Regions from separate parts of the Sus scrofa genome. Here all the other regions are linked to region 2. A link is a contact called in public HiChIP or PLAC-seq data. All regions are on one chromosome and are shown on one strand. The core of a region is the stretch at or near the end of the contact, and the rest is flanking DNA. Distances in the headings are between cores, read along the strand shown.

Region 1 (3,264 bases), core at 188-2,687, 750 kb before region 2:
TGCCCTAAATAGGCTCCTGGATGACCCTCAAAATCCACAACCACTGAAAAAAGGGATAATATACTTGCAACCAAGGAAGAGTAGAGGATATTTAAAGTCATTAAATGTCCTTTCTTTTATTTACTTATTTGTTTCTATTTTTTGGTTGCATCTGTGGCATGCAGCAGTTGTCGGGCCAGGGATCGAACCTGTACCACAGTAGTGATCCAAAGCACAGCAGTGACAACATCGGATCCTTAACCCACTGAGCCACAAGGGAGCTCCTTTCTGTCCTTTCTTGAATTGGGAGGAAAGACATGGTACAAACAAAGCTTTGACACTGGACAGATCTGAAATGGAAGGCTAACTGAGGGCCCTCTACCTGCTGCGTGACTTCAGGCTAGTTACCTTGCTTTTAAACTTTAATTTCTTCATCTGTATAATGGGGCTTGTGATAGCTTAGCTTTTGAGAAAATGAAGTGAAATAATGATGTAACAGTACTCTATACATCCTTTCTTTCTCTTATGAACAGTTTATATTAAAAGATGTGTCTATCCTGGAGGACCATGATCTTGGACCCTGAGTTTGCATCTAGAACTACAACTGAATTGCAATGCTATCTTTGATGCTACTTAAAAAGATTTTTTTTAATTGGAAAAAAAAAAAGTACTTCAGTGAATGAGAACTCGAGGTTATTTACTGCAGTGTTACTCAGCATTATAAAATTCTGAAACCTGCCCTAAATTTCTAACTGTCCTGTGTAACACCAAGTGACAGGGAGTGGTTATGAGAGGAGATACATGTCTCGGGGAGAGGATTGGGACAGATGATGAAACTCCTGGCACAAAGGGGTTGATGGAAGAGTATCATGGTAGAGAGGAAAAATGAAAAGGTAAGAATAAAAGAAGGAAAAACACTAATAAATTGGAAAATAAACCTTATTTTCTGGTCTCTTTGCTCTTCTCAACTGGTAGGAGATAGTCTAAGCAAGAGCAGAATCTCTCAGATGCTGGATAGAAAGGAGCTCTTTTCAGGTCTGGTACATAAGCAAGAAAAGCAAAACTGAATAAATGAAAAACTGAACATCCAAATGCTGATTAACCGAGAGTTGGCTCTTAAAAGAATGAAAACATCTGCTGGCTGCTTTGAAGGAAAAAAAAAAAATCCCTTTGGGTTTGTCCTGCAACAAATCCTCTTCTCAATTTTTCTTGTTGGGAGGGATCCAGGAAAAAAATGACCTCTCCCATTCTAGTAATGAATTTCTATTCCCTTTTGAACTTTAAATATGTTAATTTAATCCCCAGATGGTCACCAAAAAATATGTATTGTCAAAAGAGAGATCTCAACACACTGCTTCAGGGCTCTCCCCTGCCCTGTCGCTCTGATTTCTCTGGTTCTAAATAGAGCCCTCACCAAGGGGAAAGATGCCTGGCCCGGCCCAGCCCAGCCTGTACCACCACTGTTTACAAGAAGTCTGCCTTTTTGTCACGGTGTCCCATCACTGAGCTGAAGCATACCCAAGCCTCCAACAATTTCAGAGATTGGCTAAGAACTGTCAGTGGACTGGGATCAAAGCCATACTACTCCTTATTTCTGGACTTGAAGTCACCACCATTTAGAACACATTATCCTATGACAGATATAAGAAACACTGCCCAACTGGGATCTTATATATATATATATAATTTTTTTTTGTCTTTTTAGGGTGGCACCAGCGGCATGTGGAGGTTTCCAGGGTAGGGGTCTAATTGCAGCTGTAGCTGCTGGCCTACACCAGAGCCCCAGCAATGCCAGATCTGAGCCAGGTCTGCGACCTACACCACAGCTCATGGCAACGCCGGATCTTTAACCCACTGAGCAAGGCCAGGGATTGAACCCGCAACCTCATGGTTCCTAGTTGGAATCGTTTCTGCTGTGGCATGACGGGAACTCTGATCTTATTCATTTAGTTTATATTTGTAAAATAATTCAAGCATTTGCCTTCATTTATGTATACATATATGCACACATATATATGTATATGTATATAGATATGAAGTATATATAAATAAGCTATATATAAAAATATATATGGTATGTTAATCTAAAGGTCAAGAAGCATTTTATTTTTTAATTTTCATCTTTTTATTTATTTTTTAGGGCCACACCCAGAGCACATGGAGGTTCCCAGGCTAGGGAGTCAAACCGGAGTCAAATCAGAGCTATATCCACTGACCTACTCCACAGCCACAGCAACGCCAGATCCTTAACCCACCAAGCGAGGCCGGGGTTCGAACCTGCGTCCTCCTGGATATTAGTCATATTCGTTTCCATTGAGCCATGATGGGAACTCCTCTCAAGAAGCATTTTATGAACCTGAGTCCATGTGAAGCACTGAGGGTGATCAGATAGGCTTGTGCTTCTGGGAACACTGATACCTGTAGCCTTTCAATGTCTAGCTGGTCAGAAGGAGATTTCTTAGAAGATGGGGAGTCATCCTTCGAATTTGGGATTCTGTGGCATTTATTAAGTACAGGGGACTGACCTAAAAGCTGGGAGTCTTAAAGCCATCATGTATGGCAGCCCTAAAGCCTGAGGCCTCCTTTTTATGAAGTATCTACACCCTCATCACCGCAACCTCTGTGCCTTCAGCTGCAGTAGACAAAGTGACTCTCCCTGAACAAACTTAACCCCTCTGTGCTGCTGGAGCACCCTTCTTTTTTTCCCCTTTGTAATTTTTTTCCTTTTCTTTCTTTAATGATTTAAATTTTTTCCATTATAGTTGATTTACAGTGTTCTGCCAATTTTTACTGCACAGAAAAGTGACCCAGTCATATATATATATATACATATATATATATATATATATATATACACACACATATTCTTTTCCTCACATTATCCTCCATCGTATTCCATCACAAGTGACTAGATATAGTTCCCTGTGCTATACAGCAGGATCTCATTGCTTATCCACTCCAAATGCTATTGTTTGCATCTATTAACCCCAGACTCTCAGTCCTCACTCCCTCCCGCTCCCCTGGAACACCTTACATAGGAGTATAATTGGAGAGAAATTGGTTTCCCTGTGTCAGCAACAATCTATGCTTCTGCAACATCACTGAAATTGTTGCTCAGGGAAATACATTCCAACATCTATTCTTATAATTAGATCTCACGACTACATCTAGACTCCTCACATTTATTGTTAATGAGTTAGAGGCACATGATAAGAAGGTCTTTGATCAGATGCAAATACGCTAAGTTCTTGAATATCCTATTCCAGGTTCTACTTTGGCCACTGC
Region 2 (3,527 bases), core at 540-3,039:
TGGTTCAGCAGGTTAAGGACCCAGTGTTGTCTCTATGAGGATGCAGGTTCAATCCCTGGCCTTGCTCAGTGGTTGGGGATCTGGTGTTGCCACAAGCTGTGGCATAGGTTGCAGATGTGGCTTAGATCCAGTGTTGCCATGGCTTTGGTATAGGCTGCAGCTGCAGTTCCAATTCAGCCCCTAGCCCTGGAACTTCCATATGCTATAGGTGGAACCATTAAAAAAAGAGAGAGAATCCAATCATCTGTCGATGGACATTTGGGTTGTTTCCATGTCCTGGCTATTGTGAATAGTGCTGTAATGAACATGCGGGTACATGTGTCTCTTTTAAGTGGAGTTTTGTCCGGATAGATGCCCAAGAGTGGGACTGCGGGGTCATATGGAAGTTCTATGTATAGATTTCTAAGGTATCTCCAAACTGTTCTCCATAGTGGCTGTACCAGTTTCCATTCCCACCAACAGTGCAGGAGGGTTCCCTTTTCTCCACAGCCCCTCCAGCTCTTGTTATTTGTGGATTTATTAATGATGGCCATTCTGACTGGTGTGAGATGGTATCTTGGACTTGGAGAAGAGACTTGTGGCTGCCTGATGGGAGGGGGAGGGAGTGGGAGGGATCGGGAGCTTGGGCTTATCAGACATAACTTAGAATAGATTTACAAGGAGATCCTGCTGAATAGCATTGAGAACTTTGTCTAGATACTCATGTTGCAACAGAACAAAGGGTAGGGGAAAAAATGTAATTGTAATGTATACATGTAAGGATAACCAGACCCCCTTGCTGTACAGTGGGAAAATTAAAAAAATTAAAAAAAAAAAAGAGAGAGACAAAAGAAAAAAACAAACAGGTAATTCATATACTCTTTTGAGGATTACATCATTAAATCCATTGGAAACATCATTCAGCCTTTAAAAGTCTTTAATTCTTTCAATTATGAAAAAGACTATTTTGTGGATTCACATGGTGAAAAATGAGAGGGAAGGAGTAAAAACATGAGAATGTTGGCCAGAGAATATCCACTTGTGAGTCTAACTTAGAGTACTGAGGCGGTAAAGGACCTTCCCTGGGCAGAGAGGTCCAAAGGGAAGGTGACCTCCTGATTTAAAGGTCATCAGATACACACACATACATACACACAGGCACACACATTAATACACATGTACTGGAACGAACATCCACTTCATAGGCATAAACATAGGGTTTAAGCCAAGCTTCTTCTATGGAAAGACATTTGTCTTACAGGGCTTCAGAACTGGGACTCAAAAGTTAAGGTGTCAAGTGGAAGACGAAACCGAGAAAAGACAATCTTTGCCTATTGGAGATTGTGATTAACAGCAGAAAAAAGGCTTAGCACTGGCAGATGATAAATGGGAGGGGAGTAAAACAGTGGAGAGAATTAGATACCTGGCTGTGAGAGGGAAGCGGCAACTTGGAGCAACCAAAGGAAGCTCTGAGTGGGCCACAGAAATCATCAAAGCCCAATGTATTATCCTCTGAGTGAGGAGTCCTGGAGGCCTGCCAAATTCAGACATGCAACTCTGCTGGCCTTTCCAGGTCTGAGCGACTCCTAACCAGACTAAGGACTATGACCGAGGAGTGAATTCCTTTTCCTTCCTGGTGACCCTGTATTACTTTCCAGTAAGTTCTCCTCTGGTACAATTGTTCCTTTATCTGCACAGGAAGGGAATTTGTGATTCCTTCTGGAAACAGGAGTGCTATGGATGCCGGGCTCACTCTCTTGGCTGCTGGCTCAGAGTCTGATCATACACAGACCTGGAAGGAAGCCCAATCATGTGTGGACTGTGATGCAACAGCCTGGCTCGCCACCAAGCTGGGTGGCGGCTTTAACTCTCTAGGACCCAGTAGCATTTTGGTGACCTTTAAGCAAAAATCACCATGACTCCAATAGTATAAAACAGAGGACAAATCAAGCCTAGTGCTGGTGTTTCTACATAAAGCTTTATTGGAACACAGCCATGCTCATTTATGTAAGTTCCCCTATTGCTGCTTTCACATAAAAAAAAGTCAGAGTCGAGTAGCTGGGACAGTAACCACTGGCCTGCAAAGCCTAAATTATTTATCATCTGGCCCTTTATGGAAAAAGTTGGCCAACCACTGGTTTAAATGAAGGATCATCAAACAAAGGCAGTGTGGTCTATCAGAAGGACCATGAGAAGGGGACTCCCAAGGTCTGGGTTCTAGCCCTGGTTCTGTTAGAAAACATTTGGCTCTCCAGCTCTGAGTGATCTTAAATGTCTCTTCTAGCTGCAAAAGATACAAAAACTCTGTGATTTAAGCATTTGGCAAAGTACAGGGTTTCAGATGCCAATTTTACTGCCCAATGTTTTCCATTTTCCAAAAAAATGTCATTTTTTTCTGTTTGTAATCCAAGGATTGTGATATTTAAAATCGTTAGATTGGAATCGATACCTTGTGCTTAAAAAAGAAACAAACACACATGCACACACCCACACACCCACACTCACACACATCAGAGCAAACCATCCAGCCCAATAGTATAAGCATAGTGTTTCACATCCAGGCTCCCTGCACTAACCTTCCATGGGAAAGACATACATCTTCTAGGGCCTCATCACTTGCTCAGTGAAAGCTGCTGTGTCTAGGGCCTCACCATCTGTAAAACTATGATCAAAACATCACTATTCGGTTACTACCTAAGACACAGCTGTAGAATTATGGAGAAGAGTTTTTACAAAACTGAGCAATTGTCTGAGTATGTCTCCTGACTGAGGAGTAAAAATGCCTGGTTCACAAAACATTTCACACTTTATAGCACATTTATATGGTGGATGCTATCCTATGCCCTTGTATCCTATACTATCTTTACTTAGTGGTTACTTTATGAGACTTGCAACCATTTTCCAAACATCTCTTGGTCTGAGAAGAACATAACTTAGAGAAGCTGGTTGTAAATGAAGGTTTCCGTCTTTGTCTAGGTTCTTCCCAAAAGTAGAGCCTGAGACAAGATCAATAATTTTGGGAAGTGATTCCAAGGAACAGAAGTAGAGGACTAGGAAGATTTAAACAGAGAAAGAGGGCAAGCCAATCCAAGGCCCCTTCATTGAACTAGTCACTGGGATGGGCAACTGCAGCTCCTTCCCCCCTGATGCTCTGAATTGCCTTGTAGAATGAGGCCCCAACATCTTTCTGAATAATATGGGGTGGAGGAGTACTTATCCCCCAACTCCCATTATTGCCCCAGTGTATGCATGGAGCAAGGTGGTTAACCTGGTCACTGCAAGCAGCAGCCTGGGTGTCAGAAAGCAAGAGGTATGCGGTGCAGTTAAGGCAAAGACCTGATGGGTCACAACTGCACAAAGCTGTCACAGCAATGGCTGGAGTCAAAAGGCGAAGAAGATATAAGGAAGGGAGCAGGAAGTGACCCATACAGCGTGTAATGCTTAAATTTTACTAGCCCATTCTCCAAATACACCATCAATTAGGTTAGCCTGATGACAGTGCTCCGTCACCCAACATCAGATGAGCCCCTGTCTCATGCTAGGACCCT
Region 3 (3,532 bases), core at 263-2,762, 680 kb before region 2:
AGGCCTTCTACTCAGCTGTCTTCTGGGGGCCTCCCTTGATTGTCACCTGATGACATAACTGTGGTTCAAGAAATCTTCTCTGGCAGTCTTTTGTGGGACATATTGGAGCCAGGAGAGATGAAAGCAAGAAGACTAATTCAGAGGACTTTGGAGTGAGCTCAGCCTTGAGATAATTAGAAGAACTTCAAATGCATGCTATGGAGTGAGTCAGAGTCTCTTTTCAGGTTCAGTGATAATATTTCCAAAAGATTTTGTTATTATCATTGTTGCTATTAGTATTATTATTCCTGTATAGGTCAGGGTTCAATCACACAAGCAGGGTCACTATGAGTCAAATAGGATAAGACATTTACTTTGTAGAGATTTTACACAATTCTGAGAGGCGAGGGGAGTGGAAGACCCGAGGATTCACCAGCTAGTCAAACTAGAAGCCAACCCTGTCCAGCCACTGAAGTGGGATCATGAGGGGTATGGGAAAAGTCTGAGTCCTCAGCCTTTTGTCTAGAGATGGTTCCGAGCCACTGTTAGTCAGTAGGGTCAACAATCTGGAAGAAGGGCTGGGGAGCAGAGGGGAGCCAGGAGAACCTGGATCTTCTGGCATCTCCACATCTATCTTCTGGTATCTCCACATCTATCTGGCACTTCTTCTATGACATCCAGAGAGTAACAGACTTGCACTTTTTTTCTGCACAAGTACCTCTTTGGGCCAACTCTAGAACACAGTTCCAGCTTAACCAAACTGACAGCTGGTTATTACCAACTGAATTGTGTGTCAGTCTCTCTTGCCACTTTCCAAATTCATATATTGACATCCTAACCCCACCCCACCCCTAGAACCTCAGAATGTGACTGTATTTGGAGACAGGATCATCAAGTAGTGATTAAAGCTAAATGAGGTCATTAGGGTGGGCTCAATCCAATACGTTTGGTATCCTCAGAAGAAGAGAAGATGAGGACATAGACATAGAAGCAAGGCCGTGTGAAGACAAAGGGAGAAGACAGCCATCTACAAGCCAAGGAAAGGAGCCTTGGCAGTATCAACCTTGCCGGTGCTTTAGTCTAAGACTGCCAGCTTCTAGAACTATGAGAAAATGAATTTCTGACATTTAAGCCACCCAGCCTGCAGTACTTTGTCATGATAGCCCTAGTAGTCTAACACACTGGTCAATCCAACACCATGCCTTACAACTGTATATTGCTTTATATATGGCAAAACATTTCAGCATAGTAAGAATAGCAAGCACTGATAATCATAGCTAACGTGTATACAGGGTTACTATGTGTTAGACATTGTTCTAAGCACTTTACATGTATTAACCAATTTAATCCACACATCAACCCTATGAGATAATCATTTTCATTCCCATTTTACAGATGAGGAAAACAAAGCACAGATAATTCAGTTAATTTGCTTGAAGTCCTACAGCTTGTAAATGCTGAAGCCAGGATTCAAGCCCTGGCATTCTAATCCCGTGACCTCATGCTGCCCTTGACTCTGGCCTCCCCAGCATCTGACCTTTCTTTCCACTTGTGTGGCGTCACCCTGCTCACACAGGCACAGCTCATGCTTCATCTTCCCCTTTAGGGACGTGAATCTAACTTCCTTGTCCTTTTGGTGGATTTCTGCTTTTGTTCACAGGGGAAATCTGTGGGGGAACCCGTGTACGTTTCCCATGGCACTCACCCAGCTTCTTGCTTCCCTAACCACGGGGCTGTTGACCCCAGGTCTCTATTTCCCATAAAGGAAAGCCTCATTCCCGGAGTGGTGGGGTCATCATGTGATAGAACATTGTTCAGATGACAGATAGAGTCAGGTAGCCTGCCGGCCTGCCTGCCTGCCTACCTGCCTTCTTTCTTTCCCTTTCTTTCTTTCTTTCTTTCTTTCTTTCTTTCTTTCTTTCTTTCTTTCTTTCTTTCTTTCTTTCTTTCTTTCTCTCTCTCTCTCTCTCTCTCTCTCTCTCTCTCTCTCTCTCTCTCTCTTTCTTTCTTTCTTTCTTTCTTTCTTTCTTTCTTTTTTCTTTCTTTCTTTCTTTCTTTCTTTCTTTCCTTGTCTTTTTAGGTCTGCATCTGTGGCACATGGAGGTTCCCAGGCTAGGGGTCCAGTCGGAGCTACAGCTGCTGGCCTACACCACAGCCCCAACAACTCTGGATATGAGCCACATCTCTGACCTATTCCACAGCTAATGGCAATGCTGGATCCTTAACCCATTGAGCAAGGCCAGGGATCGAACCTGAGTCCTCAGAGATACTAGTTGGGTTTGTTAACTGCAGAGCCACCATGGCAACACCCATAGTCTCTATTTCCTTCTGGAAAAAAAATTTGATTTCAACGTCACTTCTCTTGATAGTGGTCAAAACAGTTCTCCTGCCTTAGATCATGTGATTATTCAGCAGCTCTCTGTCATCCAAATCGTCAGTTCCAGAAGGGGTCAGTCTCACTCCCAGAAATGACGCATCTCCGAAGCGTCTCTTGCTTATACCAAAATGCACGAATATTTGTGAACACAAAGAAGTGTGTCTATCTGAATAGGTCAGTGATCTCTGGCACCCTGAACCCTTGCTTGTAACTATGGGGTGTTCCTACCATGAAGAAGAAAAGATGGAAATGACTGTCTGTTTCCACAGATAACTTTTCTTTTCTGACCCTGAATTCATTTTGTGTGTGGTAGTGACCATCACGAGAAGGGGAGGAGGGAGGTGTGTGGCATATGATCAGATGATTCTTTTCCATTTTAAATGCTTCCTCTCTCTGACCTCTAGTTTAGGATAGCTGAGTCCCGACCATTGGGCCTGAGCTACAGGCCTGTTTGCCACAGAGCACTGAGCCCAGGACTCTGTATTAGCCAGAGAAGCAGGTAGCTTTGGCAGGTGCCAAGTGAACACAGATGCCCTCACTTCTTCTGGGAAAGTGACCCCACTCTAAATTACTGGGCTATTTCTATCCTTTTGTCTACTGCCAAACTTCTCAAAGACCATCTGTATCTGTCAGAGCTCTTGGTTACAAACCACAGACACTAGCTCTGGGTGAATTAAAGCAGCAAAGGTATGGACTATAAGGACACCATGGAGCTAACAGAATGGATGGGATGGCCAGAAGGAAAAGAGGAGCAAAGAGGCCTGACTCCAGAAGGCCAGGGGCAGAGATACACTCAGGACTGTGCTCTAAGGAGAAGGTCGTGAGAACGCCACCCTGGCCAGGCGTAGCCATGACCCGACTAGCATTTCAGTGTGTCACTCTCTCAGATAATCTCTTGTGCTTCCTTCATCTTAGGGTCACTCTCTTCGGACTGGCTGAGAGTGGACCAGTATTGGTGGAAGCTGGAGGGTCAAAATGATTTGTGGAGACAACAGTGTAAAAGCTTGACTGGGAGTTCCTGTTGGGGAAATGAATTGGACTAGGATCCATGAGGATGCAGGTTCGATCCCTGGCCTAGCTAAGTGGGTCGGGGATCTGGTGTGGCCATGAGCTGTGGTGTAGGTGGCAGATGCAGCTCGGATCTCATGTTGCTGTGGTGTCGGCTGGCAGCTATAG
Region 4 (3,717 bases), core at 259-2,758, 840 kb before region 2:
AATAAGAGCATTTTTCTAAAATACAAACTGTCTTTAAAACTGTTCTTAGAAAACAAAGGAAGAAAACTTAAAATTAACCATGGATCTGACTAGTCAGCTACTCAGCAAACAGTAGCCTTGATGTATTCAGCATGAACTACAATTAGGGTTACAGGAAAGAACTCTTCAATGTACCAGAGCAATTTAACTTATCATTTGATATAAAATATACAGATAGAAAAAAAGTTTTCATAAGGACCACTGAGTGAGCATAATGTTCTAATTAAAAGAAATAAACCCTAAAGTCTGTAATTACGACCTGTTTAGGTGAGAAACTTTCAACACATGCTTCTCGCTATATCCCACTGAATGAAGAACAGAATTTTCATCCCTCAGTGCTGCACCCATGCAAATATGCCCACAATTGACTCTATGCCAATTCTTTTATCTTCTACCTAACTAGAAGAAAAAAAAAAATCAAGTCGAATTATTTCAATTTTAAAAGGTTTTTATGTATAAATAAAAGATCGCCAAGGCTCAGTGGTGAACAGAATTTGGGTCTGCTGTGGATAAGCCCCACTGCTGCTTATACACATCTGTCAAATCCACAGGAATGTAATCTTAGTAAAGATATAATTAATGCAGCCACAGAACACTCCAAATTAATGCTTTAATTTAAAGTACAGCTGTTTAATCTTCTCATTGTAAGAGACCAGAATACCTAATGCTCAATTCAAGAAGAGCAGGAAGTAAACAACAGTAAAGAGAGGAAACTGAAGTTACTCAATTGTCCATGAAGCTTAAGGAACCATTTTATGAAGTTTTAATTAAACAGTTTCTTGTCCTCTGGTTCATGCGGTTCAACGGCACACTCTTCAGAATCTGGATCCCCAAACTAACCTGCTTTTCCCCCTGAGCTGCCAAAGTTAATTGAGCACTTGCTAAAGCCCCAGTCTGGGAGCTAATCTTGATGTAGCTTCTTTTTGGCTGGCAAATCAAACTGTCTGTAAAGCAAAAGCAGGGCTGCCAACGCTGGGATCCCCGTGTTTACTACCACAGCTGGTTTATAGTCCCACTGAAGGAGAGAGCAGAACTTTCCATCTCTCAGTCCTGCACCCATGCGAATACACTCCTTTCAACTGCGCTTCCAGCTGATTCTATCTTCTACCTAACTAGAAGAAAAAGATCAAGTTGAATTATGTTAGTTTTAAAAGGTTTTCATGTAGAAATAAAAGATCACCAAGGCTCAATCGATAAAAGAAGTTTCTCCAGTGAACATTCTGGGGAAGAAAGAAAGATACAACTTTAGTACAAGTTCCTAATGGGGCCCCGGGCCACCTCCTTCCTGCACAGTGAACTGACATCAAGGACCTCTGTTGACAATCAGCTACAAATTATGGGACTGACTGACCAGGCTCCAGAGTAAAATGATTTATTCAGCTAAAACTATGGTAGAACAGAACTTTCTCCTTCCTAACCCCACCCTCTTGTAAGTTTCAGTGAAACTTCCCTTCAAAAATGTTCTAGGTTACGACCTCCATGGATGGTTCCTCCCAGAGCTGAATTTTCTCTGAGGAACATCCTCTCATCCAGTTGAGTTCATAAGAAGGGACATTTTTTTTTTTTTTTAAAAAAACAGGAAACAGAACATCCAAACCTTTTTCGAAGTTTTACGTGTCTACTCAGAGCAGAGGAACAAATCTTTTCTTAATCAAAATTAGCCTTTAACAATTAAGAGGCCTAGCAGGTTTACCAGCCCATCAGAGAAGTTCAAAAATAACAATTTTTCTAATACCAAGAACAGAAATACAAGTTATGTTTTACATAACACAGAGGCAAAGGGCTCAAAAATGGGCTTTCCTCTTTCATCATGGCCTTTTGTAAATATTGCAACAGTGGACCAGTGGGAATTCTGACAGGAAAAAAGTCCCATCAGAGACTGGCTTTTTGTTTAAAAAAAAAAAAAAAAAAAGTCTTGCTTATGCAGAAAATTCTTGCTTTTTTCCATTATGTGGTATCTGGGGGAGGGTGGGAAGAGGAAGGCTTCTTTCTATATCTGTAGAGCACTGTAATTTAAAATGAGTCATGTAAAACATAAATGAAAATGTTAACCTCTGAGACAGGGGTCAGCAAATCTTTTTCCCTCTTGGATCCAGTTTTCTCTGGAAAGCTTACAAAACCCAAACCAGGGGCTTTCCCTATAAATACATTCCTACTTACCCAGAAAATGAAGGTAAAGTCTGAAAGAAGACAAGTTCAAGAAAGAGGCCTTGAGAATGTGAGACAGCCTGGGTATAGCTCAGCTTCGGGCTATCTGGTCAACCCAGCATACGTCTCGTTTCGCAGGAGTGAATTTTCCCCAATCACAGCTACATAGGATACCTTAATTCCTCCAAGAGGGGTGGATTTTTTTGCCCTACGGTTAAGCCATATTGCAGTAGTTGACCCTGGGAAAGTACTTGAGAGCCTGGCTACCCTTGGAAGACCTCTCTTTCTGAGCCCCCAGCTGTGGCTCACTGGAAGTAATGCTCCAAATAAAATCATTAAATCCATCTTGACGACTTAATGAAACCACTAGCGCCTTGGACTTCTCCTCTGGCTTTCTACATCACGCCTGACACAAACCAAAGTTTGACTGCTATGGAAGACTCAACCAGAGGCCACAAGGAAAAGTTCAGATCCCTGATCCATGTTCTAGCTTCAGCTGCTAGTCACAGCTGCTCTCTGAGTGAAAATTAAGCTTTTATTTACCTAATCCATACATTCTTCCAGACCGGAATTGCTATCAAAGATTCCAACTCTAGGTTCAAACACTGACACTGCTCTGACACCACAGTACTTTTCTGTGAATGGAATGAGATCATCTATGATACTTCATGTTATTCTCTCTCTATTGCAAGAAAACTGCTAGAGAAGTTGAAAATTTCATACAAATTATATAAGACTCTGGCTTGATGTGCACCTGATCTTAACAGAAACAAAGCAATGGCCAATCAAGCATTTTTAATACCTGTATCTTTAAGATTTTGAAATTGGAGGCTAAATGGATAAGGAGACAAAGATTACAGAGATGTGAGACTATTTAAAAGTCTACAACTTATGGGCCACTACTGCCTAATATGTAATATTTGTTTTCAGAACCTGTGGTTGCTTTAATATGGCATGACTTCTGGAGAACTTATTCCTACTAGAAGATCCCCCCGCCCCCCACTCTGAGGATGGTACAGTGTCGTGTTAGAAAGCACATGTCCTCAAGTCACAAAGTCTGCGTACAAGTCTCAGCTGTCCCTGGGCATGTTTCTTTTTCTCTCGAAGCTCAACCTGTAAATGGCACCAAGTGAGATAATGGAAGTACACACAGAGCAAGGGCTCATGCATGTGAGCAAACCTATCAGCAAAGAATAAACTTCAAATTTTTCATATCAGAGGTGAAGCACTGCATCTGACACATATTTAAGAAAACAAAAAGGCGGCATTCAGATGCAATGAACTGAAAACTAATATTTCCAAAATTGCAAACACAGCCTTTTTTTTAGCAAATCAAAAATTCATGCAATTGTTTAGCTACATGCCCATAAATGAAAGGTCCAGAATAAGGTAACAAAATTCATCAGCATCTATAGTGCCTTTGCCCAAAAGATTCAATATCAACTTCCAGGAGATGGATTTCTGGGAAAAGGCTCGAATATAAACAAAAGATTTTATTCTTCTAAAAAGATTATAAGCTTCTATAAACAA
Region 5 (3,263 bases), core at 728-3,227, 770 kb before region 2:
CCTCCACAGTGCTCCAGCATAAGTGACTAGATATACTTCCCAGTGCTATACAGCAGGATCTCATGGTTTATCCATTCCAAAGGCAATAGTTTTTATCTATTAACCCCAGATTCCCAGTCCATCCCACTCCTTCCCCCTTGGCAACCACACATCTGTTTTCCAGGTCCATGAGTTTCTTTTCTGTGGAAAGGTTCATTTGTGCTGTATATTAGATTCCAGATATGTGATATCATATGGTATTTATCTTTTTCTTTCTGACTTACTTCACTTAGTATGAGAGTCTCTAGTTCCATCCATGTTGCTGCAAATGACATTATTTTATTCTTTTTTATGGCTGAGTAATAGTCCATTGTTTTTATATACCACATCTTCTTAATCCATTCATCTGTTGATGGACATTTAGATTATTTCCATATATTAGCTATTGTGACTAGTGCTACAATGAACATACTGGTGCATGTGTCTTTTTCAAGGAAAGTTTTGTCCAGATATATGCTCAAGAGTGGGGTTGCTGGGTGATATGGTAGTTCTATATATAGTTTTCTGAGGTACTTCCATACTATTTTCCATAGTGGTTGTACAAATTTACGTTCCCACCAACAGTGCAGGAGGGTTAAGAAGATTCTGAATAGGATGCTCCTCTCCTCTCTACCCAGGGCCCTCCAGACTAAGACTCCACCATGAGCACCTTTCACCTTGCACTTCCCCGACCCTGCTTCCCTTGTCCAGGACTACCAACAGGATGCTGGACCAGGCTGAGCTGGACAGCCATAGCCAGGTAGCCAGTTGGATCCCTCTCCAGTGATAACAAAGGTCTGGAGTCTCAGAGGGCTTTTCCTAGGACAAGACGTACCTCCAGATCAAGAAATTATTTCAGCTGTGGCATGATCAACAAGTTCTGGAGCGGAAGGAAACCTTTCTAAACCACAAATAACAAAAAACATCTATCTATTATGTCAGAAGACAAAGTTGTCTTTCTATTCTCTGTACATAAAATGGCATTGTAAAATTTTTACCATGTGAAAAAAGATCAATGAGTATAACGCCAAAAATATAGGGAAAAGATGTATTACATAGATGGGTCAGCACTTAAGTTGTAATTGTAGCAAAAATTGTTAATTAAAACTAATGATGATAATGCTATTTTTCTGGATGCTTTCTAGAATTTGTAATTTTTTATGCTTTGATTTTTTTCATTTGAAATCAATTTGTACCTTGAACCTAGTTTCATATTCTCTTTCATAAAGAGGGTTCCACATTTGAGAAGCTTCAGGCCTCATAAATTTTGGGATCTACCCTGACAGAGGTCTTTTTCTCTGAAGAGGCAGGAGAAAGAACTTAAGAAATCACTAAAATCACAAGAGACTGGTTTCCACAGTTTTTCTTCTCTCCATTAAACCTTCACCTTCTCATATTTGGTTGTGCATTTATTAAAAAAGTTTAGTAGAGCCAATAAGGAGTAATCAAAATATCCAAATTCAAAAGACCCAACTGAGCCAACCTCACTCAAAAATCAAGGGCCCAACTCTGTCTTCCTAATTTGGAAGAAGACAAACTTGCCTGGATTGGTTTTTGGAATAGGAATTACTTGAGAAGTGCAGAGTTCCAGAAATTGAAGAGCGTATCATTTTGTCAGTACACTTCTTTTAAAACGAGTTATTAATACAGAGGCAGCCACTATCAAATGTCTTCCTACAACACATCAACCGTTATTTTCCATCTATTCAGGAGGGACTGGCAAGGCTGAGAGCCAATGAAGGAAAAAGAAATGACTGCCCATTTTGTTGCACCGAAACCAAAGGACTCTTGATTTATCAGGACGTCTGGCACACTCTTTTTCAGGGGTGGGGGGAGGAATGGGTGGTGGAAATTAAGGGTTGTAAATTTTATAAATCAAGCCCTCTAAAGTAGGCCAATTGGTCAGCTGCAAACTTGGCAGCATCACGAAGCATGTGTGCTGGGGCAGCTTCAGAACACAATGTTCTGGTTCACTCTGCGAGCAAAGGGAAGTGGAATAAGGGCTCAACCCAGGACAGAGGGAGGACTCAGCACAGACATGCAAGAGGCTGAGAGACAAAGGAACACTAAGGAATAAAGGCAATGTCCTTGGACTGCTGACCACAAAGACGTGTGTGTGTGTGTGTGTGTGTGTGTGTGTGTGTGAGAGAGAGAGAGAGAGAGAGAGAGAGAGAAAGGAGAGAGAAAGACTGATTAGAGCCTTCAAAAGAGGTGCTGTGGTTCTGATGTTTACTGAAACTAAATTCTGGAAAATTCAGAGAAGTTGTAGGATTAATGATTGATTAGAAAGTAAAAACTGAATACTTTGGGCAAGAGTAATGGTGAAATTTTGCAAAAGTACTTGGGAATAATGTTGAGTCTATAAACTTTGAACCATAACGATGTGTGGAATGAAGAGAAAAAGAATATTTAAAAAAAAAAAAAGGATAGCCTGAAACATAGATTTTTAGATCCAAATTTAATCAGGACCTGGCAGGGCTTTTTCAAAAGCAAATTTACATTTCATATTATTTCAATAATTACTTGGTTGCTAATGAATATAATAATAATGTGTGATATATAAAAATAACTTAAAATAGTTGGCATATTTGGGCAACCAGCCCCCTCAGATATTTTCAAATAGTTTATAAGAAAGTTAACGGAATATTTAGAGTGAAAAAAAGAAGAAATAGTGTTAACAGTTTAAGAAAAGGAGCCAGTAGTAAATTATACTTTAATTTATAAAACATTCTGTGAAATGGTCCTGACTGCTTATAACCTTGAGATTTTTATTTTCATTCTAGTGATTTAGAATTGTGTCATGGTGATATTCCACTCACCAGAATCACTTGCAATTGATAGCATGCGATGAGCAAGTTCAATGTGTTTTTCTTCAAATATCCAGTACTGTCATAAGCTTGAAAGGATAGAGAGCAAACGTGATAATTGCTAAATTCCAAATGTACACTATCATTAAAATTTTTTAAATTGAAAATAATTGCCGAAGGAATGTCACTGTCTTTGATTTACAGGAGAGAAGTTCAAGTTTAAATGAAAAATGATTTTTACTTAAGAGCATCTCTTTCTCCTCTAACACAGGGAAGAAAAAAAAAAAAAAAAAGGATACCTTATGCATCAGTGTAAAAAACCAGAGACCGCAGTGGCCAAGACTCAGCTGGTCTTTGTAAAGCGGTTTATAGCTTTCAGCTAAAATCTCTAAGTGAGAATTCTCATTCTCAGCTGCTGGCTCCCTGAGAGCTCTCTGT
Region 6 (3,557 bases), core at 945-3,444, 810 kb before region 2:
ATTATGCAAGTGACAAGAACAGGTCCCAAATTAAGATGCAAGTTAAAAAGCAAATGCACATCACACATTCAACGCTGGTATCAGATACATAAAACTCTCTTCCAATCACAAAAATCTATACACTTCCATGGAAAAAGAACAACTCTCTAGTTGCAATTGGCATATAAAAGCTGAAGGGGCCAGCAGTGACATAACCCAACACTTCTACAAGGCAGGGAGCTTCCTTCACTGGCCTTTCCAGTTTAAACCTTGATTCTAAACCAAACTTTTGAGGACCCTCCCCCCAACACACACAGGGTATTTTCTTAGTAATGACCAAAGCACTTGCTTCCAAATGACTTAAGTTTTGTTCCCTAAGAAAACTACAATTCGCTGCCTTTTAAAAACTGTGTATTTCAAAAACAGTATCATCTATCAAAAAATTGTGGTCAGAAGGGTGCTTTTTTGCCTTTTTCAATGATAAAAGATGTTTGTGGCCTTCTTTGCTGAAGTCGCCAAATTCTCAATGATCTGTACAATGAGCCTGCTCCAGAACTAAACCTGTCTACCTACTCTGACCTTTTCAGGCTAATACCTAACCAGCTTTAAAGTTGCTGAAAGGCAGCACAAGCTAATGAAATATTCAAAAACCATTCCACATCCCGCCTGGGTCTCTAACTTTATGAATGTCCCGCCTAACAACTAAAACTCCAGCCTCACCAAACTGAAATGACAATCTTATGCTGCATTCAAAACCCGGAACTGCTTTATCCATTCGCACCTCGCAATGACTAGCAAAGAGGAAAAGAACCGAAAAAAAAAAAAAAAAAAAAAAACCCACCCTCACCCCGCCCCTGCTTCTAAAGTCATAAACTCCCCCAAATAAAGAGTATACTCATACTCAAGACACCAAGAGCGCTGCAGCTCCACCAAGGATTAACGGTAAAAGTGAGACCTTTCTGATATTAACTGCTCCCAGAAAAGCCAAATAATTTCCCCAAATCCAGTTCACACACATTGTGCGTTCAACACGTAACAGCCATTCCGCTCACACCCTTACATTTCAAGCTCGAATTCCGGTCACCAAAGTATATTTCTGCACTGGAGCGCTTGGCCTGAGCTTTCCTGTTCTCTTTGTCTTGTGATGTGTTGGGCAGTTTCTGGTCTTGGGAAGTGAGTGTGAGAGCTGTGGTTTCCAGACAATTCCCCACGATCTTTCAGCTCGGGCTTGCATGCTCCCTCTCTCTAGCCGGCTCCATATTGCTGGGCAGGTCCCAACAGTCTCGCTCCGCGCTACAAAAAGCTGGATTTCCGGGCTGTTCCAAGACCCCACTAAATCTGCCTCCAACAACCTGCTCAGGCCCGGCCCGCACCACACTCCGAGTTAGGGCCCCGGCGGCCAGCCTCCCCGAGGCGCACTTCCCCCACCCCGGAAGAGGAGGGAAGCAAACTTCGGAGGGCGGGGGCTGGGGGCGAGCTCCGGGGACCCTCGTCGCCCCGCCCGCCCGAGGAAAAGCGACCTGGGTGCAGCCAAAGGGCGCGGGGGCAGGCATCGCTCCTTCCCGCTAACGAAAGGCAGTGGTCGGGGCGCTCTCCGCTGCTGAAGGGCCCCGAAAAGCTGCAAGGCGACAGTGGGGACCCTCAGAAGTGTGCGGTGACGGAGGCACGGTGGCGGAAGCCCGAGTTCGCCTGCATCTCCGGGGACGAATGCGCCCGGCGGCATGCACAACCAACGAGGTGGCCGGGAGCACCCAAGACGCTGGCCGCGAGAGGGGCCCCCGGCTACCCGGCCAGCGGGAGATGCTGGCGGCAGGGAGGACGGCTGCCGGCCCGCTTTCCCCTGCTCGGCTCTGCAGAAGGAGAAGCGGCTGCTGGTGACAGGAAGAGAGCGGCGGTGGCCGCGCGCGCACGCACCGCCTCCCCCTCCCGAGCACACACCCGGACCCGCTGCCGCCGCCTACCTCCCCCGCCAGCCGGCTTCCTTCCTCTGCCCGGCCCGGGCTGCAGCGTCGGTTCTGGCGCGCACGTCTCCAACGCGTCCCTAACCGATTCCGACCCGCCAGCCGTTCTCGACTCGAGCTCGCTGTCTCCGACCCGCTCCCTGCTGCCCCAGCCGCGGCCGCTGCTTCCTCCAACTCCGCTCCAGCTGCTCGCGACTCCTCTCCGTGCGCCCGCAGTTCCAGCACCCGACTCAAGCTCCGCCTCCGGGTCCGCCCCACGGGGTCCGCCCCCCCGAGCCCGCGCCAACCAGCGCCCGCGTCTCTGCCCCTCTCTGCTGGCGCCGCGCCCGCGGCCGCTGCCATTCATAGTGCCGGCCTCTGAGCCCAGCGGCCAGCGGGCGGGGCTCCGGTCCGGCAGACCCTTCCTGCAGCCGGTGCTTGCCTTCCGCCCCCAGCCGCGGGGATGCCCCGGGCGGCAGGGCCGAGCGCTCTGGGTGTGCGCCCGCCGGGCGGGCCAGGCTACTGCCCGCCCGCGGCAGAACCGGCTGCTGGGCGTCTCCGGGACCGGAGGCGGCGGAGCTGGGGGAGGTCGAGGGCAAGTTCAGACTTAGAGGCTGCGTCTCTAATCCTAGAGTCTTGAAACAAACCCCTTTTGAGCCCCCTGCGCCCCAGCAGAACTGCTGGTTAGGGCAGGACTCGGATTCCAGGCTCAACCAAAGCGGGGAGGACCTGCAATTCCCGGCCTCGCCAGAGCGGCCTCAGGAGTGGGCGGAAAAACCACGCCACCCCGCATGGCTCCCGGGGGTGAAGGAGGGGTGAAAGGGTGAACCGGAGGGACGAGCGCCCGCAGCCTGCCCCGAACTCCAGGAGCCTGGCACCGCCGCCACCCGCAGTCAGGCGGGCCCGCCAGAAGGGCAGAGTTTTATGGGGAGGGCGCACGCTGGCTGATCCCTCCCAGTCCTCAGATGTCGGAGCAAAAGTAGGTCGCTCAGACAGATCGAGGACCCCCTGTTACTCGTGGAGTCGTAGGAGGAAGCTCACGTGAATTGTATGGCCCCTTAAATTTGTTAATTTTCAAATGCGGATTCTTCAGCTAATACTCATTACTTAAGTTGCACAAGAAAAATCTGATGTTGATTCAAACCTTCCTCTGACGGTAGGAGGAGATGCCAGCACCCTGTGTTCCTCTTTCGCCCATTAAAACCTGTTAAGAGTCCGCTTTTTAAAAAGCTTTTCCCAGATTCCTCTTTCTGCGGTTTTGAGGCCTGCAGCCGCCCAGCCTACTTGCCTTAAAGTCCTTTTCCCAATTTCCTTGCAAGATTTTTTTTTTTTAAACCAAGTATTTAGACTTTTGTCAAACTTTGAATTTGGTGGTTTATTCCTCTGGCGTTGGAAGTAGAGGAAAGAATATCCTGAAATTTATTGTCTGTCCTTAGGAAATATAATCATTCTTAAATGTGACTCACATTCTAACGGACAAGTTAGTTCTACTTTCGGTTATTCAGGCTCTGGCACTTTTGTTATTTCCACATGTTTCTTGAAGTGAAGATACAAAAACAGACACCTACCTATTTGTTTAAAAATCCATTTTATCTCAAAAGAAATATAGAGTTTACCAAACTTTATCATTCGCACCTA
Region 7 (3,567 bases), core at 888-3,387, 660 kb before region 2:
AGATGCCACCTCACACCAGTCAGAATGGCCATCATTAATAAATCCACAAATAACAAGTGCTGGAGCGGGTGTGAAGACAAGGGAACCCTCCTGCAGTGCTGGTGGGAATGTAAGCTGGTAAAACCACTATGGAGATCAGTATGGAGATACCTTAGAAATCTATACATAGAACCACCATATGACCTAGAAATCCCACTTTGGGGTATATATCCAGACAAAATTTTCCTCAAAAAAGACTCATGCACCCACATGTTCATTACAGCTCTATTCACAGTAGCCAAGATATGGAAACAACCCAAATGCCCAAATGTCCATCTACAGATGATTGGATTAGGAAGATGTGGTATATATATACAGAATGGAATACTACTCAGCCATAACAAAGAACAAAATAATGCCATTTGCAGCAACATGGATGGAACTAGAGACTCTCATACTAAGTGAAGTAAGTCAGAAAGAGAAAGAAAAATACCATATGATATCACTTATATTTGGAATATAATATATGGCACAAATGAACCTTTCCACAGAAAGGAAAACCATGGACTTGGAAAAGAGACTTGTGGTTGACAAGGGGGAGGGGGAGGGGGAGGGAATGGGGTGGTTGGGGAGCTTGGGGTTAATATATACAAACTATTGCCTTTGGAATGCATTATCAGTGAGATCCTGCTGTGTAACACTGGGAAATACGTCTAATCACTTATGATGGAGCATGATAATGCACAAAAATAGAATGTGTACATGTATGTGTAACTGGGTCACCATGCTGTACAGTGGGGAAAAAATTGTATTGGGGAAATAACAATTAAAAAAACATAAAGGAAGACTTGCTATGTAGATACAGTGGAATAGTACTCAGCCATTAGAAAAAGAATGAAATAATGCCATTTGCAGCAATATAGATGCATCCTAAGTCAGAAAGAGAAGGACAAATACCATATGATATTACTTATATGTGGAATATAAAATATGGCACAAACGCACCTATGTAAGGAACAGAAACAGATTCAGTCATGGAGAACAAACTTGTGGCTACCAAGGGGGAAAGGGAAGGAGTGGGATGGACCGGCCATTGGGGGTTAATAGATGCAAACTATTACATTTAGAATGGATAAGAAATGAGGTCCTATGTGGAATCTGAAAAAAGGACAGACTGAACTTCTTTACAGAACAGATGCTGACTGACAGACATTGAAAAACTTATGGTCTCCAGAGGAGACAGTTTGGGGGGTGGAGGGATGTGCTTGGGTTGTGGGATGGAAATCCTGTGAAATCAGATTGTTATGATCATTATACAACTACAGATGTGATAAATTCATTTGAGTAATTAAAAAAAAAAAGAAATGAGGTCCTGCTGTACAGCACAGGGAACTATATCCTATCTCTTGGGATAGAACATGATGAAAGATAGTATGAGAAAAAGAATGTGTGTACACACACACACACACACACACACACACACACACATATGTATGACTGGATCACTATGGTATACAGCAGAAATTGGCACAACACTGTAAATCAATTATACCTTAATAAAAAAGAAATATGTTCATTGAAGAATATTTAGAAAACAGATTAAATAAGAAAACAAAAAACCAACTATAGTCAACTAGAAGTTAATCATTTTTAACATTTTAATATAGATTTAGCTTGTATTATACTATACAATTTAAAAATGTAGTTGATATGCTTTATCCCATGTAGAGAATAAACTATATATATGTATATATATGATTTGTCTGTGGCAAAGAGCCTTGAAAAGTTATTGTAAGCATCCTGTATCAATATTGCCCCATAGGCAAATTAATTCTGGTACCTCAACAAAATATTCCTGGGTGGGTGAACAGTTTCTCATAACTTTGATTTTCTTCCCTATCATTTTATTATGGAAATAAAGAGGATGAAGAAGGGAATGAGCATTTATGGAATATCTACTCTATGACCAGAATGTTCCATAGATACTCAAAAAAGTCCCCAATTCTCCTGCCCCTGAAGCTTGCCGTGAATGCTCAATGATGAGCTCCATTCCACAGGAGCTTGCTTTCATGAGTTTCTTCTTTCTTAATCATCCTAAGTCTTGCCAGAAAATGCGCCTACAAGTTCTCTGAGCTGACCTCACCCTGGACTTCTCCTCCAGTCATTTCTCTCCACACTTCTGTCCTTCCCTCATCAACCCTGCTGTTCTCTCTCCATCCTGGGGCATTCCAGGAGTGAACTATGGCCTTTCTCTTTACCCAGAAAGCACAACTACCTCCTAGTTTCAGTGTAAGATACAATTTTATAAATGGCTTGGGCAGAATATAAAGCAATTACAAGGCCAAGATGGCAATTTTAGACCGTATACCAGATACCCTACTCCTGAAAACCAGGAGCTCAACTTCTTCACAGGGACGAGTGGTTGGCTGCTGCCTTGTGAGACCTCTGGTCAGGGGCTGGCCCAGTGCCTTCAACTCTGTGCTTACCTACCTTAGGTCAAGTTTCTCTCAATCAGACTTACTGTCCCAGACCGGCCTTTTACATTATTACGCATAGAAGCCTTGTTCCTCATTCTCCGAATGTCTTGGTTATAAAATGGAATTTGGCCTTTTCCTCTGGATAGCTAAATTCCCCCCTTGAAATGCTGTTCTCAGGCAAAGAAGCCAACTTCCTCTAAAAATACATTCTTGAGCAATAGGTATAGAGAACAGGTGGTTTATGTATTTTTTCTTTTTAGACATAGCTACCCATAGGTTATTCCCTTGTAAAAAATGTATATAGTCCATGCCTTTAACTTACTGATTTGCTTATGGTCTATCTTCCCTTAACAAGAACCTAAGTTCCATAAAGGTGTGATTTGGGGGTGTGTCACCGTTTTATCTAAATCAGTGTCTGACATCCTAATATCTGTTGAAGGAATAAACCTTATTTAGTCCCCAATATAAGCCTAAAAGATAGGTATTATTAATCTCATTTTCCAAAAGAGGAAAAGAGGCTAAAAGAGCATAAGCGGCTTTTCCAGGACCCCAAAGATAGGAAGTCAGAAAACACTTTCGACAAGCTTTAGAGGCCATGTTTTTTCTGCTATATTTATTTATTATCTTTTTTTTTTTCTCAATAGTATTTAGTAGCTTCTGCCAGTCTTAGCTTTGTTAGGGGTTTTGTCTGAACTTAACTATACAATTAAAGGGGACTATTTCTCAGGATAATAACGTGGTGGTGAAAAAGATTCAAAGGATACGTGAAATGCAACAGAATGGAGTCAGGGCTACGTAAGGGTCTCATCCTTGGAATTCCTCCCTTCTAGGTTTGACTCTCACCTTTGCTAAAAACAAAAGAAAACATCCTAGCGCCTGGTAAACTTGATTTTTCAACATGGATTTGTTCCACATTTCAGCATCCACTGCTCTCTCTCTTTGGTCCAAAGTCTAATCTTGAAGAACTTATTGTATTTTGATGCCACAGAACAGAACGTATACATATCTGAATCACCTTGCTGTACACTTGAAACTAATACAACATTAACCAATGATACTTTAATTTAAAAATAAAAGAACAGAGCAAACTTGGGTGACTGACAGTGGAACA

The links. HiChIP or PLAC-seq counts read pairs in DNA pulled down with a chosen protein or histone mark.
Region 1: a contact with region 2 is called in an H3K27ac HiChIP or PLAC-seq map of skeletal muscle. The contact joins two enhancer-like sites. A contact is called at or near these places in 1 of 47 Hi-C or Micro-C datasets (mesenteric adipose tissue) and 1 of 2 datasets of contacts at active chromatin or transcription factors (skeletal muscle).
Region 3: a contact with region 2 is called in an H3K27ac HiChIP or PLAC-seq map of alveolar macrophages. The contact joins two enhancer-like sites. A contact is called at or near these places in 2 of 47 Hi-C or Micro-C datasets (heart right ventricle and mesenteric adipose tissue) and 2 of 2 datasets of contacts at active chromatin or transcription factors (alveolar macrophages and skeletal muscle).
Region 4: an H3K27ac HiChIP or PLAC-seq map of alveolar macrophages shows a contact between it and region 2. The contact joins two enhancer-like sites. A contact is called at or near these places in 1 of 5 promoter capture datasets (liver), 20 of 47 Hi-C or Micro-C datasets (adipocytes, adipose tissue, alveolar macrophages and 11 more) and 2 of 2 datasets of contacts at active chromatin or transcription factors (alveolar macrophages and skeletal muscle).
Region 5: an H3K27ac HiChIP or PLAC-seq map of skeletal muscle shows a contact between it and region 2, with 17 times the contacts expected there. The contact joins two enhancer-like sites. A contact is called at or near these places in 3 of 47 Hi-C or Micro-C datasets (heart right ventricle, liver and skeletal muscle) and 1 of 2 datasets of contacts at active chromatin or transcription factors (skeletal muscle).
Region 6: an H3K27ac HiChIP or PLAC-seq map of alveolar macrophages shows a contact between it and region 2. The contact joins the promoter of PIK3R1 here to the enhancer-like site in region 2. A contact is called at or near these places in 2 of 5 promoter capture datasets (fetal skeletal muscle and liver), 3 of 47 Hi-C or Micro-C datasets (embryonic fibroblasts, fetal liver and mesenteric adipose tissue) and 2 of 2 datasets of contacts at active chromatin or transcription factors (alveolar macrophages and skeletal muscle).
Region 7: an H3K27ac HiChIP or PLAC-seq map of alveolar macrophages shows a contact between it and region 2. The contact joins two enhancer-like sites. A contact is called at or near these places in 2 of 47 Hi-C or Micro-C datasets (heart right ventricle and subcutaneous adipose tissue) and 2 of 2 datasets of contacts at active chromatin or transcription factors (alveolar macrophages and skeletal muscle).

The regions. Positions count from the first base shown.
Region 1 is chr16:46,372,209-46,375,472 of Sscrofa11.1, reverse strand. No RefSeq gene overlaps it. Among named protein-coding and RNA genes, the nearest start is that of PIK3R1, 61 kb to the left of the region's middle. Within about 2 kb of position 1,437, at least 7 of the 83 cell types and tissues checked have an H3K27ac peak or open chromatin away from gene starts, as enhancers often do. A contact at or near this core is called in skeletal muscle, where this site is marked.
Region 2 is chr16:45,620,658-45,624,184 of Sscrofa11.1, reverse strand. No RefSeq gene overlaps it. Among named protein-coding and RNA genes, the nearest start is that of CD180, 34 kb to the right of the region's middle. Within about 2 kb of position 1,789, at least 38 of the 83 cell types and tissues checked have an H3K27ac peak or open chromatin away from gene starts, as enhancers often do. A contact at or near this core is called in alveolar macrophages, fetal liver, liver and 3 more, where this site is marked.
Region 3 is chr16:46,299,136-46,302,667 of Sscrofa11.1, reverse strand. No RefSeq gene overlaps it. Among named protein-coding and RNA genes, the nearest start is that of PIK3R1, 130 kb to the left of the region's middle. Within about 2 kb of position 1,512, at least 11 of the 83 cell types and tissues checked have an H3K27ac peak or open chromatin away from gene starts, as enhancers often do. A contact at or near this core is called in alveolar macrophages, where this site is marked.
Region 4 is chr16:46,460,707-46,464,423 of Sscrofa11.1, reverse strand. All of the region lies in intron 2 of PIK3R1 (phosphatidylinositol 3-kinase regulatory subunit alpha), which reads right to left. Among named protein-coding and RNA genes, the nearest start is that of PIK3R1, 28 kb to the right of the region's middle. Within about 2 kb of position 1,508, at least 13 of the 83 cell types and tissues checked have an H3K27ac peak or open chromatin away from gene starts, as enhancers often do. A contact at or near this core is called in alveolar macrophages, liver, omental adipose tissue and 1 more, where this site is marked.
Region 5 is chr16:46,395,660-46,398,922 of Sscrofa11.1, reverse strand. No RefSeq gene overlaps it. Among named protein-coding and RNA genes, the nearest start is that of PIK3R1, 37 kb to the left of the region's middle. Within about 2 kb of position 1,977, at least 32 of the 83 cell types and tissues checked have an H3K27ac peak or open chromatin away from gene starts, as enhancers often do. A contact at or near this core is called in liver and skeletal muscle, where this site is marked.
Region 6 is chr16:46,433,394-46,436,950 of Sscrofa11.1, reverse strand. PIK3R1 (phosphatidylinositol 3-kinase regulatory subunit alpha) reads right to left here and starts at 2,194. Exons shown (of 16, transcript XM_021076847.1): 1 at 1,941-2,194.
Region 7 is chr16:46,281,046-46,284,612 of Sscrofa11.1, reverse strand. No RefSeq gene overlaps it. Among named protein-coding and RNA genes, the nearest start is that of PIK3R1, 150 kb to the left of the region's middle. Within about 2 kb of position 2,137, at least 1 of the 83 cell types and tissues checked has an H3K27ac peak or open chromatin away from gene starts, as enhancers often do. A contact at or near this core is called in alveolar macrophages, where this site is marked.